Linked DNA regions of Sus scrofa: all the other regions are linked to region 3. The links are chromatin contacts, called in public HiChIP or PLAC-seq and promoter capture Hi-C maps. All regions are on one chromosome and are shown on one strand. Each heading gives the region's core, a stretch centred on a gene start, on an enhancer-like site or on the middle of the called end of the contact. The rest is flanking DNA. Distances are from core to core; before and after follow the strand shown.

Region 1 (2,700 bases), core at 188-2,687, 350 kb before region 3:
AGAAACAGCCAGAACAGAATTTTCTTTTCTCTCTTTTTTTAACTGAATGAATTTTACTATATTTATAGTTATCCACAGAATTTTCTAACCTCTGTCTCCAGCTGCAACGGTCCAATGAGCATCAGCAAGTACAGAGTCCAGGGCTGTAGTCCTTGTTATGTCCCTGGTACCCTGGGGAGGGCGCATCACCTCTCTTAGCCTCTTAACCTGAGCCTGGCCCAGATGTTACTGCATTCATTACATTCAGTCAGTTGGTCCATCAGTCACATAGTCACCGTAATAAGTGTGAATATAGCAGAGGTCACACATTGGCAGCTTGTTGGCTGAACTCTGTGCATATTTGTTTGGCACAGGGCTTCAAGCATTTTTTGAGCCAACATTCAAAAATAGATTTCACGGAGTTTCCTGATGGCCTAGAAGTTAGGGCATTAGCATTGTCGTTGCTGTGGCGTGAGTTTGATCCCTGGCTGGAAAACTTCCACATGCTGCAGGCACAGCCAAAAAAAGAAAAAAAAAATTTTTACCTAAAAATCTTGATATCAAGTCTTGGAAAAATTGGGAGGTGTGCGGCCCTGGGCCCGGCTGCACCGTGGCCCCGTTGGCTGGAGTTGAGAAGCACATGCACACCCCCTCCTGTTTTCCCGTCCCTCCACTCCCTGTGGCAGCCATGCCAATGTCACGCTCACGCTGTTACCATTCTCATCGCGGAGAGATTTTGCTGCACCTGCATCTCCAAAAACAAGCAATAACCCTAGAGGATCACATGTTCGCAGACGCACCTTTCACTCATTTTGTTTACCTGCAGGGTCCTGGGGGCATGGGTTTTTGTCCCTAGCATGCCGAGTGGCTTCCTGTATAAGTACTGGGGCTGTAGCCCTGCTGACAGGATGGCAGCTTCCCTCGGCTCAGGAGCTCACAGCCAGGGGTGGGCCAGGGTGGAGGCAGACAGAAGCTGGCACTGAGCACACGAGCACACGGGGTACTACAGTAGGGAAAGGACTGCACTTTGGGAGCCCACCTCCAGGGGGAGGCCTTTCCCACCTCCTGCTTTGCACCTAAAATACTCATCAGTGGTCCTCCTCGTACCTCCTACCAGCAGACAGGTCTTTACAGATGCTCCGTGGTATGCTCATCTTTAACCCTCGGAACCCCATCTGGTGCCTGGTGCCAGCTAAGTGCTTGCTGAATGGAAGGGCCTCCGTTTCTTCAAAATGGGACTGGCTAATCCATAAGACCCTTCAAATCACAAAATGCATGTTTAGGGAAGGAAGTTTGTCAGCCGAACACCGGCTTTTATAGTTTCTTCTTGACTGTTGAGTCATCTTCTGTTTTCTTTAAGTCTGTTGCAACCGTTGGCTTCGTTGAGCAACCTCCCTTTGGAATCCTGCCGTCAGTGTTTGAGCTGGCCCCAGGGCAGGCCGTGTTCATGGAGGTAAGTGACGAGGCCCTGGCGTGCATTTCTGCCTCCTCATGGTTGGTCGTGGCTGTCTACTCAGCTGCTTGCGTGATTTCATTTGCCTCTGTTTTCGTGACCCAAATATCCACTCCCAGGTCCCAGCCTTAGTGGTTTTGCATTCTGTGGGGTGATGTCATTTGACTGTCCTGTGACCTCTGTCACAGAGCAAGTACAGAAAGCCCTAGCATTGCCATCACGATCCCTGAGCGCTGCTTGTCCACCTGTGAGCCTGGATGTCACCTCCTCTGACATCTAAGCTGCCTCCAGGGTCTTCCCTTGGTTCTTCAGTCTGTCTTGGACCACCATCACCATCCCCCTCCCAAATCTGGTACCTTTCTTCTCCTTCCTGTTTCATCTTCAATTGTACGGTCAACAAGGCCCGACTTCCTTAGGCCTCATTCTGAACCTCTACAGAGGCTCCCAGAGTCTGACCTCTGGGCTGCAGGTCTCTCCTGTCTTAACTGACCCCTTTCTGTGGTCCCTTCAGCCTGGCACACCTGCTCACTGGTCCCCGGTAGAGCCTGTGAGAACTGGTGATGTCTTCCTGGCGCTCTGCTCCAGGAGTCTGACTCTGGGCCGCCCGTGGCTGGGTGTGGGGCTGCCTGAACACGGTGATCTTCCTCACTAGCCGGTTGAAGGAGGCATCTGCATTCAAGAGTAAAAGCTGTCTGGTTCCTGGGGAGGGGGCCTACACTATGTCATCAGGTGAGAGCCAAGAGCCGTAGGTATCAAACTCACCTGTGCCTTTTGCCATGCTCCGAGAAACTTGCAAGCACACTGATATCTGGACCCCAGCCCTGAGGTTTTGAATTAATTGGTCTGAGGTATGGCCTGGGCAAAGGATTTTTTTTCTTTCTTTCTTTTTGACTGTGCCCGCGGGATGCAGAAGTTCCCAGGCCAGGGATCGAATCCATGCCACGGCTGTGATTCAAGCCACATCAGTGACAACATCAGATCCTTAACCTGCTGTTCCGCTAGGGTACTCCTGGGCATAGGATCTTTAAAGCTCCCCAGGTGATTCTGGGGAGCACAATTTGCGGACCACTGCCATAACCTGCTTTGCCAAGGTGAAAAGTCCTTTATTAGCTGCTTTCAGTTTCAAGGGTCTGATGGGGTCTTGTTCTGGAACCCTGGAGTGATGCTGTCTTGTTTATGTCTGTGATGATCTGATCCTGATAAGAATTTGGCTCTTGGGGTCAGACGAGACCAATGCAGAGGCAGAGTAAGCTTTATTCCCTTATCTG
Region 2 (2,700 bases), core at 115-2,614, 260 kb before region 3:
GTAGGGTATGGTTCTTAATGACTAATACAGGTCTGAAAGATGTTCAACTCAGAGGGGTTCACAACCGAGCCTGACCCACATCGATACTCTCGTCTCCATTCTACCAAGCGCGTTCAATTTTCACCTCATTAATTTCCCCCAAAGACCTAAGTGTTCAACTTGAGAAAACTTAAGTTCAGTGAGGTCACACAAAAGTCAAGGCCCTTGAAATGACCTCAGATACCGTGGGCCAAACCTCACTCGTTTAGTATTTCCAGCCACATCAAGGGAAAAATGCCAACCTTCTGAGGTCCCAAGGTAAGGGCTCACTTGAGCTCCCGACCCAAAGCTTAGAGGGGACAGAACACCCTCCTGCCCCGTAAGGTTAGAGAAAATGCTATATCGCGCGCTGCAAAGAAAACTTCCGCCTAGAAAGTGTCGTCACTTTCGGTGAACTTCCGGCTCCACTCAGTCCCGTGGCCAAAGGCCTTTTATCCTATTTGGCAGTCGTCCACACTCCCAGGTTACCCCACCCAGCTGCTCCCTAGGGTTTCTCCACACCCTGCGGAGCCTTTTGCACGTCTTGAGGGTGTGACGGTTACGCCGCGACGTCACTCGGCGGAACCAGGCAAAGCAATCAAGGTACCAGAGATCGCCAAAGATCGGAGCCCTGTCGCCAAACCGCGCGCCGAGCGCCTGGAGGCAGGACTAATTTATGAGTGACGTCCACACACGCCTATTGCCTTTCTGATTCCTTCTCAAATAAGCCAATGAATGCGACGGCGGAGACGGCAACGTGCCCCAGCCGCCAGAAGTGGCTCCGCCCCCTCTACTCGACCGCCCTTTAGTTGCCATGCTTAGTGTGGCTAAAGCTTCTGGGCTATTTAAGGCTCTTCTCTGGCTTTCCGAGTTCCTTGCCGAACTCCTGCCAAAGCATTTCCTCCCTCCCCTTGTCAACTTCCTCCTCGAGCTCCAAGCGCTTTCGCTTTTTATCCAGCCACTCTTGATATGGCGCCTGGGGGCGTGGCCCATGGAGGCGTGCCCGGCGTGGTGACGTCAGCGCGCTGCGTGTCGGCAGGTGGAGGGAGAAGGGAAAGTTTGGCCCGTGCGTGGGGCTAGGGTGGAGGGCGGGACGGAGGGGCTGGGCCCAGGCGAAGCTAGTGTCGCTGCAGCAGCGGAGGCCGAGGCCAGGCGCTGGGCCGAGCCGGGGAGTGCCAGCCGCGGAGGAACAGGAGACGAGGTCTGCCGGCGTTTCGAGCCCACCGCCGCTTTGCCGCGCGGACACCCCCCGCCAGGCGCCGTCCGACCAGTGGCTGTTCCAGAGGCGGTTGGTGGGGGCGCGGCAGCAGCGGTTGGGGGTGGGGAGAGGCGCGGCTAGGAGACGGGAGAGGTCAGCGAGTTGGAGGGAGAACCGAGTGCGGTGCCGCCGTCATGTCCGAGGACTCCAGCGCCTTGCCCTGGTCCATCAACAAGGACGATTATGAGCTGCAGGAGGTGATTGGTAAGAGCTGTCGCCTTGGAGGGAGGAGGCGCTACGTTGGGCGGCGGGTGACACGCGGGAGCTTGGGGAGGGCAGGACCCTCAGATATTCTTGGGCACTCGAGCGGCCCGGGGCGAGGTAGGGCGCGTGGGTGAGGCTTTGCGTTTGTGCAGCGCGTGCGAGGCAGGGAGGCTACTTTGAGTGGCGCTCCTGTGCGGCGGGGCAGGGTGGGGTTTGAGGGGCTCCCAAGAGATTTGCGTACTGACTGATGTTTGAACCTGAGCGACAGGTGTGTTTGGGAGAGAAAAGTGCAGGTGTCGGAAAGGCCTTTACAAGGCGCTTCGAGAAGTGAGGTATTGCAGTTGGGACACGGCCCCCTATTTGGGGGGTGATGGGATAGAGTGCTTTTGTTCACTTCAGCATCCTTGTAAGAAGTGCCAGGCGTTGCTGGGATGGAGCCAGGGATCCTCTCCAGATGAAGCTGCAAGTACAGCACTGAGCTTTGTAGACAACTTGCGACTGCTTGAAATTGACTTTCTAGTTACAGAGGTAGACATTAGATAAGTAGGCAAATAAAAAGAATGACAGGTTTTGGCAAGTGCTAGGAAGGAAATAACCAAGAAGTTCTGATAGAGAATAACCTAGAGACCTAGTCGGGGCGATTTCAAGGAAGTTGTTTTTTCCGAGGCATTGACATGGAAGTTGAGCACTGAAGGATGACCGTCTTAAAGAGCCTAAGGAAGATTTTTCCTTCCTGAGGGATGAGGAAATGCAAAGGCCTTGAGGAGGGAAGGAGCTTGGTGTGTTTTAGGACCTGAACGAAGACTGGTAAGGATAGAAAAGTAAGGGAAGGGCCAGATCTTAGGGACCTTCTCAGCCAAGGTGAGGATTTTGGAATTTTATTTTAAGTGTTATTGAGCGCCTTCAAGGGGAACATGACATGATTTGATGGGTCTGGCTGTTTTGTGTGAAATGGGTTTGAAGGGGTCCTGGGAATACCAGTTGGCAGAAACCAAAACTTGCACAAACATGGATTGTAATTCTCTCTGAGAGGCACAGTGATTGAGGGAGCGTGGGGGCCAGGGATGAGGGGGTATTTGTTGGACAACAATAATCCAGTGATTTTAGAAATCAGAAGGGGGTGGGTTCAGCTAAACAGAAGCTCAATACAACTGATAGGAGCAGACCCCTGTGTGTTGGAGGAAGGAGATTGTCTACTTTGCTAGCTCAGCATCCTGTCC
Region 3 (2,700 bases), core at 129-2,628:
TCATTGTTTATTATAAACCTTACATAACCTGCTTGGAGCTCTTTGGAATAATTTTTTTTTTTTTTTTTTTTTTTGGCTACGACTGTGGTATGTGGAGGTTCCTGGCCAGGGTCAAACCTGAGCCAAAGCAGTGACACCACCAAATCCTTAACCACTAGGCCAGCAGGGAACTCCCTGTAGGAAATGACGGACACCATTAAACAGAAAGGGGGCTTTGCTAGAAGGATCCTGGGGGAAAGTGGTCAGCCCAGCCCTGGGTAAAGGCAGGATGTGTCTGGGCTTCTTTCAGAGGCTTAGAAGTTGGGGTCAGCATTGCAAGCTTTCACCTGTGTCTCAGCACTTGTTCCAGAGGTGCTCAGTGGGAGACTAGATGCATCTGTTGTTGTCTACTTGGAAAAAAGGCTGTGTGGGTAGTGCCACAGTTTTATGTGTCACAGCTTTGCTATCCTGAGAAAGTTCCAGATCCAAAATCCATAAAAAGAATCTGGTTGATCTGGCTCAACTAGTTAGTGTCAGAGGCCCTGAGGATTATACAAAATGACCTCATGACAGGTATTCCTAGGGGGAAGGGGCATGGGGCCATGAAACTTAAAACTACACTTCAGCTGGTTATTAGACATGGCCTCCTGCTTAAACTAAATCCAGATGGAATGCTGGAGTTTGTGCTGCAAAATTAAGAAGACCCATTTATTTGTGAGTGAGAGTGCAGAAAACAATCATCCTTCCTGGAGTTCCCTAGTGGCTCAGCAGGTTAAGGATTCAGCATTGTTACTGCTGTAGATTGAGTTGGATCTCTGGCCTGGAAACTTGTGCATGCCACAGGGCCAAAAAAATCCAATGACATAATGTCCTTCCTTTGTTGGTGAGCATTCAGCAATCTGGATTTATATTCTATCAAGATAAATAAAACAGGAGTTCCCATCATGGCTCACTGGTTAATGAACCTGACTAGTATCCATGAGGATGCAGGTGTGATCCCTGACCTTGCTCAGTGGGTTAATGACCTGGCATTGCTGTGGCTGTGGTGTAGGCTGGCAGCTGTAGCTCCAATTCGACCCCTAGCCTAGGACCCTGCATATGCCATGGGTGTGGCCTTAAAAAGACAAAAAGACAAAAACAACAAAAAAAGATAAAACCGTTGACTAAATAAAAATTTCTAACATTAGCAGCGCTTAACAACATGCCCCAGGTCCCTCCCTAAGCACTTTACATCGTTAGCCTCCCTTAATCCTCATAAGAACCCTATGGCCTAAGAGTATTATTATTATAATTATTACTATTATTTTTTGCTTTATAGGGCTGCACTAGAGCATATGGAAGTTCCCAGGCTATGGGTCAAATCAGAGCTACAGCTGCCGGTCTGCACCATAGTCACAGCAACAGCCACAAAACTCAGGATTCAAGCGGCATCTGGAATCTACACCAAGCTCAGGGCAACGTGGGATCCTTAACCCTCTGAGCGAGGCCAGGGATGGAATCCGAATCGTCATGGATACTAGTGGGGTTCGTTACCAGTGAGCCACAATGGGAACTCTTCCTATTCCTATTTTAAGAAGGAAATGGTTGGGTGGGGATCCAAAGCTCTGCATCTGGATTCAGAGTCCTCAGCCACCATGGAGTACTGTCTTGTCAAGAAACCCCTTAGGAGGTGCAAAGCTATTTTTCGAAGTTATGATTTATATACCATGTGACTTCAAAACCAAGTGTTATAAAGACATCCAATGTGGCACAGGTTTTGGAATCAGACCCGAGTTGGAATTTTGGCTCTGAAGAACTTTGTGTAAACATGTGAAAATGACTTACTACTTACCTATTAAGTGGGACTAAAGGTATTTTCTTCTTAAGACTGTACATGCACATACTGAGCCTTCAAGGCATCATGCTGTTGTTATCCGTCATCCAGCAGACCAAGGATGGAGACAGGATGCCCCTGGGCCTCCAAGTTTGTCACCAGGGGGCGCGCGAGGGCTTGGTAGGAAAGGCACGCCCTTGCGCTCCGGGAGAGGCTCAGGGCCAGGTGACTCCAGGGGGCGCATGCGTATCTTGGCCCCAGGGTAGCGATTGGCTGTCAGGTTTCCGGGGCGCGCATGCGCTACGGCGAAAGGCAGGTGCCGCGGGCAAGATGGTTGTCAAAAGTTTTGCTTCCCGCTTCCGTGGCTCCCGGCGCTTTTTGAGTGGTTTTGTGGCCGGAGCTGTCGTGGGCGCTGCAGGAGCGGGGCTTACTGCCGTGCAGTTCCTCCGGAGTCGGGACGCTGAGCCTGCGTTGGCGGTGAAAGAGCCGGACGGTGAGTGTGTGGGCCCCTAGAGCTCAGGCCCGGGTTCCTATCTCGGGTAGGAGCCAGCCGTAACCCTAGACGCGCGCGGTCTCCACTCATCCGGCCCCGGGTTGTCCGCGGTCCAGTTCCCCGGCCCGGCCCCCACTCTGCGTCGCGTCCCGCCTGCCTCCTTTGTGCACTTCCTTCCTCTGGGGATCTGCCCCCGCCCCCTTGCACCAAAGTATTAGTCTCGACATGTGTGTTTTACTATGCCCTCCCCTAGATTGTTAGTCCCATAACCGTTCGGACCGTGTCAGTTTCGTTCTCCACCATTTACTCAGCCTGGGACCTGGCAGATAATTGGCTTCCAGTAAGTACGGATGAGTGACATATATTTAGTAGTCCTCATTTTATCATTGTTCAAATGAAGAACACCTGCTAGCCT

What was found. Promoter capture Hi-C pulls out the DNA fragments that hold promoters and counts their contacts. HiChIP or PLAC-seq counts read pairs in DNA pulled down with a chosen protein or histone mark.
Region 1: a contact with region 3 is called in a promoter capture Hi-C map of liver, with 4 times the contacts expected there. The contact joins the enhancer-like site here to the promoter of EXOG in region 3. A contact is called at or near these places in 2 of 5 promoter capture datasets (fetal liver and liver) and 5 of 47 Hi-C or Micro-C datasets (heart right ventricle, mesenteric adipose tissue, omental adipose tissue and 2 more).
Region 2: an H3K27ac HiChIP or PLAC-seq map of alveolar macrophages shows a contact between it and region 3. The contact joins the promoter of OXSR1 here to the promoter of EXOG in region 3. A contact is called at or near these places in 2 of 5 promoter capture datasets (fetal liver and liver), 1 of 47 Hi-C or Micro-C datasets (embryonic fibroblasts) and 1 of 2 datasets of contacts at active chromatin or transcription factors (alveolar macrophages).

What each region holds. Positions count from the first base shown.
Region 1 is chr13:22,925,919-22,928,618 of Sscrofa11.1, forward strand. It overlaps DLEC1 (deleted in lung and esophageal cancer protein 1), which reads left to right. Exons shown (of 43, transcript XM_021071663.1): 14 at 1,340-1,432. Among named protein-coding and RNA genes, the nearest start is that of MYD88, 50 kb to the right of the region's middle. Within about 2 kb of position 1,438, at least 27 of the 83 cell types and tissues checked have an H3K27ac peak or open chromatin away from gene starts, as enhancers often do. A contact at or near this core is called in fetal liver, liver, mesenteric adipose tissue and 3 more, where this site is marked.
Region 2 is chr13:23,019,475-23,022,174 of Sscrofa11.1, forward strand. OXSR1 (oxidative-stress responsive 1) reads left to right here and starts at 1,365. Exons shown (of 18, transcript NM_214342.1): 1 at 1,365-1,480. The coding sequence starts at 1,411. ACAA1 (3-ketoacyl-CoA thiolase, peroxisomal) reads right to left here and starts at 664. Exons shown (of 15, transcript XM_003132103.4): 1 at 541-664.
Region 3 is chr13:23,277,080-23,279,779 of Sscrofa11.1, forward strand. EXOG (nuclease EXOG, mitochondrial) reads left to right here and starts at 1,379. Exons shown (of 11, transcript XR_001300113.2): 1 at 1,379-2,285.